2 separate regions of the Drosophila melanogaster genome follow, and region 1 is linked to region 2. Evidence: chromatin contacts called from public HiChIP or PLAC-seq data. All regions are on one chromosome and are shown on one strand. Each heading gives the region's core, a stretch centred on a gene start, on an enhancer-like site or on the middle of the called end of the contact. The rest is flanking DNA. Distances are from core to core; before and after follow the strand shown. Region 1 holds the start of CycK (Cyclin K). Region 2 holds the start of Cul2 (Cullin 2).

The links. HiChIP or PLAC-seq counts read pairs in DNA pulled down with a chosen protein or histone mark.
Region 1: a contact with region 2 is called in a POLR2A S2P HiChIP or PLAC-seq map of the Kc167 cell line, with 5 times the contacts expected there. The contact joins the promoter of CycK here to the promoter of Cul2 in region 2. A contact is called at or near these places in 23 of 107 Hi-C or Micro-C datasets (the D17-c3 cell line, the Kc167 cell line, the OSC cell line and 10 more) and 1 of 6 datasets of contacts at active chromatin or transcription factors (the Kc167 cell line).

Annotation. Positions count from the first base shown.
Region 1 is chr2L:22,128,059-22,131,450 of dm6, reverse strand. It overlaps CycK (Cyclin K), which reads left to right and starts at 1,309. Exons shown (of 1, transcript NM_001299202.1): 1 at 1,309-3,392. The coding sequence starts at 1,728. The coding sequence ends at 2,930. It overlaps lncRNA:CR43241 (long non-coding RNA:CR43241), which reads right to left and starts at 230. Exons shown (of 3, transcript NR_048038.1): 1 at 4-230. It also overlaps the pseudogene CR43240 and a transcript of CG42748 not described here.
Region 2 is chr2L:21,657,406-21,660,502 of dm6, reverse strand. It overlaps Cul2 (Cullin 2), which reads right to left and starts at 1,768. Exons shown (of 9, transcript NM_165390.2): 1 at 1,542-1,768; 2 at 1,231-1,408; 3 at 439-663; 4 at 1-380. The coding sequence starts at 1,349. lncRNA:CR43144 (long non-coding RNA:CR43144) reads right to left here and starts at 2,878. Exons shown (of 2, transcript NR_124416.1): 1 at 2,836-2,878; 2 at 2,254-2,670.

The DNA.
Region 1 (3,392 bases), core at 60-2,559, 470 kb before region 2:
TACCTTTTTGAAGTTCGAGATCGTAATTGCTTGTCTTGTGAGACGTAGATAGTTTTCAACGTTGGGGGTACTCCGGCCTTGGTTGTTAACCGCAACCAAATACTTAGCATGCAATTGGCGCAGTCGAATGACGGAAATTCACATTCCCTAAGTGCTCGTTAAATAGAAGTTAAAATACTAGAATTGTATACATATACTGAATCACTTGGTGAAAGAAATATAAAATGTTTGTTATCACTGATAAATTTTAATATACATTTTTAAATTCAATCAAAGTCAATTCCATATTATCTGTACTTCATTAAAAAATATAATATTATTAAAACAATACGATCCCCACCGGCGTTGTATATTTTCACCGATTTTACGTGTTTCATTCATTCTTGAGTTTCCCCTGATACGTGTCTGCGTGCTGCTGGATGTTCTTTGAGTTTTGTAAAATTTTATTTAAGTCAATGATCACTTGAGCGGTAAGGTTTGAAAATATGTTCACTAGCCTAAGTGCATGATTCAAAGAAAAATATACATAACATTTTCTACGTTAAAAAGAAGCATCTCGACTGATTTGGTTGTTTCGCTCTATCAAGCTCACGTTTCGGTTTTCCATTATTATGTAATTTGAGTGATATATATCGATTTTTAAGAATTTAACACACATTATAGAAACATAAAAAATATAGAAACATAATAAAATTATAGTGCCATCACTCGCGTTTATATTAATAATAAAAGAAAGAATACTATAGTCGAGTTCCAAGGCTATCAAATAACCGTTACCAGCTAGTGTGAATACAAACGCGAAATTGCATCAATTTTATGGAATATCGATAGATAATGGGATATAAAATGATAAAAAATTTCAAAATTGTTCCAAAGTGTGGCATTAGGGCGTTAGAGTGCGCGTGGCAAAAATTTTATTGACAAATCGATAGAAATTAAAAAGACTAATTAAATTATAGTCAGATCGACTAGGATATTGGTCCTGATCAAGAATATATATACCTTAAATGGTCGGAATACGAAAATACGACTAACGGTTATAATAAATTCATCACCACATTACTAGAAGTAATTACTATTAAATAGAAAGCGCTTACACTGCTCATAATCTTGTTATTACATTTTATAATGTTTAACGAATGCTATCTATGCTTTAAATTGAAATACTTGTTATCCAGTAGGATTATACATAATGAATTATTTCAATATACCATTTAACAACAAAACAAATTGCGCAATTCCCATCACTAATCCCTATGCTTGGTTTGATATCTCCAAAACATGGAAATGCGATTCCAGTGTAAACATCCCATTTGTTCCTCGTAACAGTCAAAGGACGGCCAAAACCACGTGTAAATATATCTGTTTAATTATATCCCAAAATTAAGTCACCAAAACTAGCAAACGCACAAAAAATATTCAGTTTGACCCGCAAGAGATCGAAAATTTTTGCGTTATCTATTTACCAATAAAGTTGTTCCATATACTCAAAATCGTCGTGGTCTTGGTGTAAAAGGGGCTTCCAATAAAGTTTTTTTCTTCATCGTCGTAGACATGGTAACACTGCAAGTGAACATAAAAATCGAAAACTGATTTATTTACAATAAACAAAAGCGCTTATCGGCTCCAGGACGCGCATATGCTGACAACCATTTGGCTAAAGGTTTAACACAAATTCCTTCCAACGACGCGGACTACTGGTAGTACCCGCAGCCTAAATTGCCGCGATGCCGTGCTGGTATTACGACAAAAAGGAGCTGCGGGAGACGCCCTCGATCTTGGATGGAATAAGCTTCGAAACGGAGCGGCGGTACAGAAAAGAAGGTGCTCGATTTATTATGGAATGTGGCACCAAAATGGGCTTGGGCCACAACACGATGGCCACCGGCGTTGTATATTTTCACCGATTTTACATGTTTCATTCGTTCCGGAGTTTCCCCCGGTACGTGACTGCGTGCTGCTGCCTGTTCTTTGCTGGCAAGGTGGAGGAGACGCCAAAGAAGTGTCGCGACATTATTAAAACTGCGCGTGGCATCCTTACCGACAATTACTTCTACTCGTTTGGCGACGACCCTAAGGAGGAGGTGATGACGCTAGAGCGTATTCTGCTGCAGACCATCAAATTCGATTTGCAAGTAGAGCATCCTTACACCTTTCTCCTAAAGTACGCTAAGTGTTTCAAAGGCGACCAGCAGAAGCTGCAAAAGATGGTGCAAATGGCGTGGAACTTCGTCAACGACTCTCTCAGCACAGTAGTTTGTCTACAGTGGGAGCCGGAGATTATCGCCGTGGCTCTTATCCATTTGGCCAGCAAGCTAAGCAAATTCACTGTGCAAGACTGGGAGGGCCGCCAGCCACAGCAGCAGCGTTGGTGGGATATGTTTGTGTCTGATGTAACGATGGAAATACTCGAAGACATCTGCCACCAAGTTCTGGACCTGTACCAATCAACCCAAAAAGAAGCGCTCCAGCCAACCAGTCCGCCCCAAAAGCCACCAAGCAGAGCCGACAGTCCAAAATCCGGCAAGCTTACCAATTCTACGGGTATTGGACCACTTTCCGTTCCACAACAGCCGCCGCCCCCCGTATGTGGCAACGGTGGCGTGCTGGAAGTTAGCAACATTCAGAGCATTAAATCCCTAGCCAGTGGCGTGCCAATCATTGGTCCTAGCGACTCCCAGAACCTGTTACAGGGCCCAACACCACCAGGTCAGCCATCCGGGTACCACATTTATCATGCTCCTCCACCGCCGCCCCCGCCGGTAGTGCCTATGCCGCCGTACCCCTCTTCCGGATGGGGAGTCCAGCAGACAGTGGTCGGACACTATAGCGGGAGCGCTGCACCACCACCACCAATGCCGCCTAGCTTGCCTCCAGGAGCCAGTGGATACTACAACGCCGGTGGGCGTCCATCGCAGCAGCGCTACTAGTAGATGCAATGACTAATAAACAAGTAAAAAAAATTTGTATATTAAAACTAGCGAACCGTTCGGAATAGGATTTAGAGCGGGGATCTTCGTACGGTTCGGTTTTCTTTTTTGGTTACACTCTAGGCCCAATATTGTCCCGGGGTATTTATCAATGATTTTTATTCCCTTATTTTAAGTCCTTACCCTTTCACATGTACTTGTTAGCAGAATTTTGCTGAAATGATGTTTCCAAAACTGAATAAAACCAAATGAACTAGAAAAAAATATTTTGGACATTGGGGCACTAACAAAAATAGATTCTTATTAAAATTGGCGAAACGTTGAGACAAAGCGGAATTGGAGTAACGGCGAAGTTTATAACAGTGGAAGATAAACATGAGAAATATGTGAGAACAATTTTTCAAAAGTGTGGGCGTGGCAGTTTTGGGGGTTTTGTATGTAAAAGGAGGGGCGTGGCCAGTG
Region 2 (3,097 bases), core at 519-3,018:
ACCGATGGAGCAACTTGTTAGCCTCGTCTGTGTAGTAGGCGCCACTGGCCTCCAGCATGGGGCCTTCAAAGAGTTCCTGGTAGAGCTTAAGCGAGCCTGTTTTCTTATAGTCCTGTACCTCCACGAAGCTGTGTATCACTCCGTTGATAATTTGCACGCGATGGTGATCCAAGGTGCCATTGCTAGCTCTGTCTGCGGCAATGCCCTCGAGTATGTGACGGACCAGTTCGCTGGACAAGTACTCAATCATATACAGGCGCCAAATGTCTAGACCTAGCTCGCCAATCTCCATCTGCTCCGCAGCATCGCTTGACAGATTACCGTAGAACGATTCCGTATCGGTAATCTTTTGTTTCTTGATGTGTTGTTGATTCAGGTAGCTAAAGGAAATTAATTCCAACGATCATTGAGTTATTACAGACTTCGATGCATTCTTACATGTACAATTGGTGCAGATACTTGATACCCTGGCTATATTCCATCCAGGTGATGTAGTAACGCTGGAGAAGGTCTGGGCCACCATTGGAATGGGAGCATTCTCCCTCGATCAGCACCTTTTTGGCCAGCATCTCCTGGACGTGCTGCTCAAGAAAGTGTTTTGTTTCGCCATAAAGACGATCAGCCATCGGTTCCGGCTGCGCCACGCACAGTGTGTAAACGTCGCTATATGTTAAAGGAATGTGATTGGAAAGACAGATGTATTAGTGCTCGTTATTTTAGAAATTTTATTTTGGCAACTCACGCTTCACACATATATACGAACAGTTGCGGTCAGAATAAAAGCAGCCTGCGTTACACTGTTTTGATTATTAATTTTAAAAAGATACGTCATCGATCTATTTAATATTTACTTGAACTTAGTTTAACCTTTAAGCGGTCAAAATATTTAAATTCAAGCTAGAAAACAGGCATTTATTATTAAAACTATGATTGCATTTATCAAGATTCTACGACATTTACCAAATCATTTTCGCCTCGCTAGCAGCTATATTTGTGAATTTTGCTGTTGAATAAAATATATAGTTGAACCGCTAGGTACTAGTACATTCATAGTTTACCAACTCAAATGCAAAATAATGTGATTGAAACCATTACTTATGTTGGATTAATTTAAAAGTTAGTTAGTGTTATTTGTGTTTCTTCTGAGTTGGGTAACTTTGTAGTCTCTAGTGACCTATCACAATATCTCTCTCCAGGCTGTTTAATACTCCGACCGTTGCCAAGACGTACCTGAAGCTAGTATTCCACACCGAGCGCTCCACTTTGGTGAGCGTTATCACCGACTCGGCGATGCAGCGCAGGCGCGGCCAAACATCGACAAACTCCACTATTTTGGGCTTGAGCGACATGTCAAATGGGTCTTAGTCCTAATCCGTGGTCCGTCTGGATATGGATTTGGAAGGGTTTTCTGATGGGACAGGGTGCACGCTAATTAGAACGCCGACTGATTCTGCCTTCGCAAATATAACAATGGGCGACCGAGCGACCCTCATGCGTTGGCAGAGACCACTTCTGCTTTGCTTTTTGGCATAATCGCTTACTTTTTGCGTGGGGGCCACCAGGCAAATGGCCTTGTCCTCGAGCAATTGCACAGCAGGCCAATTACCGCTTGATGGATCGTGGAGGGGCGCGCTTGCGACCTACTCACCTGCTGCTTAGCTACGCTATTTACTAAATAATTACGCCGAGAATTTAGTTATTTTTGCACTTTTTTTTTGGTATCGTGAAATGGTTTGTCAGACGAAGACGATATCGATATAATCTATCGATATTTGAACTCGACAAAAAATTCGATGTAAAAAGAATGTCGTGTCTCCACTACCGAAACGTTTGCTTTTGTTTTGATCTTAATTTATTGTCAACGCCGATCCACTGAACAAATTTTTTACCTTCCTGCCTAAAAACTGGCCAAAGCCATTTTCTTAAAAAACTGTAAGTGCACAAACCTAAATTGATTTCATATGTGAACTGTAATAATGTTAGGATTTTTTATGATTTTCGTTTTTTTCGATTGCTTATACGTATTGCTATTGCTCTCGAGTGCCAACCTTTTTGTTCAAAAGAATATACATTTTCAAAAGATTTCAAAAGTGAGTTAAGGGTTATGCCTTAAAGGTAAGTGTATGATCTAGAAGAATGATCCATTTTGTACAGACCGAGTTTTAAAGGTCTAAACTGTTAAGTGCCTAGATGTGGCTTTCGAAAAGGCAAACAGAGATACATACAAAAAAATACAAATACAAAGAGATAGATACAAAATAAATACATGTTTAATTACTAAGAAAATATATAAAGGCTAAGATAAACAAACGAAAAAACCATTAAGCTTAAAGAAACAAAAATTTACAAAATGTATAGCTCAAAAAATCAGAAAGTCTCATATTTGTCAATGGCTAAGATCGTTGAGCGCCAAATTTTTTTAGTTGTCTGTTGGTTGTCAGTCGATTGGAACTTTTTTATCCACCAAACCGGAAATTTACTCCAAAGAATAAATTGGAGCCACATCCACCGTAGCCGCCGGTGATCAATACTTGCAACCTTCCATATGCGCCAAAAATTGGCACATCGCCTACCACTATTTCCAGCCTTTGTAGCTTCCAAAGGCCATCCACACATTTCACTTTGACCTATCCAATGTAGCAGTCGTCGATCCAAGTGTGATACCATATACTGATGGAGAAATGGATTGAGATGTAAATGATGTAAAAAATAATTAATATATATACCGAGAATTATTTAAAGAATTCGGACTCCGATTTACCAAAAGGTGTGATGTTCTAAGCATTTCAAAACATTTAAATTTTTTGTCTTTGTGTTCGCTTTAACATTGCTTACATTTTCAGTGTTGTGAGACGTCGGTGGTTATCGACTTTAGTGTTTAGAGCTGTGGCATGGGGGGTACTCCAGCCTGAGGAAAGCCTGAGCCATCAGCACGGCAGACGTTTTGTATTTATTTCTTAATCGTTATTTGGAGGTGAATTCCAAAAAATTAAATAAACTTCAAATTGCACGGTATCTTAAAAATGTTGTAATTTCATTATTTGTGTAAAAAGTTTGATTACAATTTAATCCACAGTTTTCGTGGAGATATAATTTT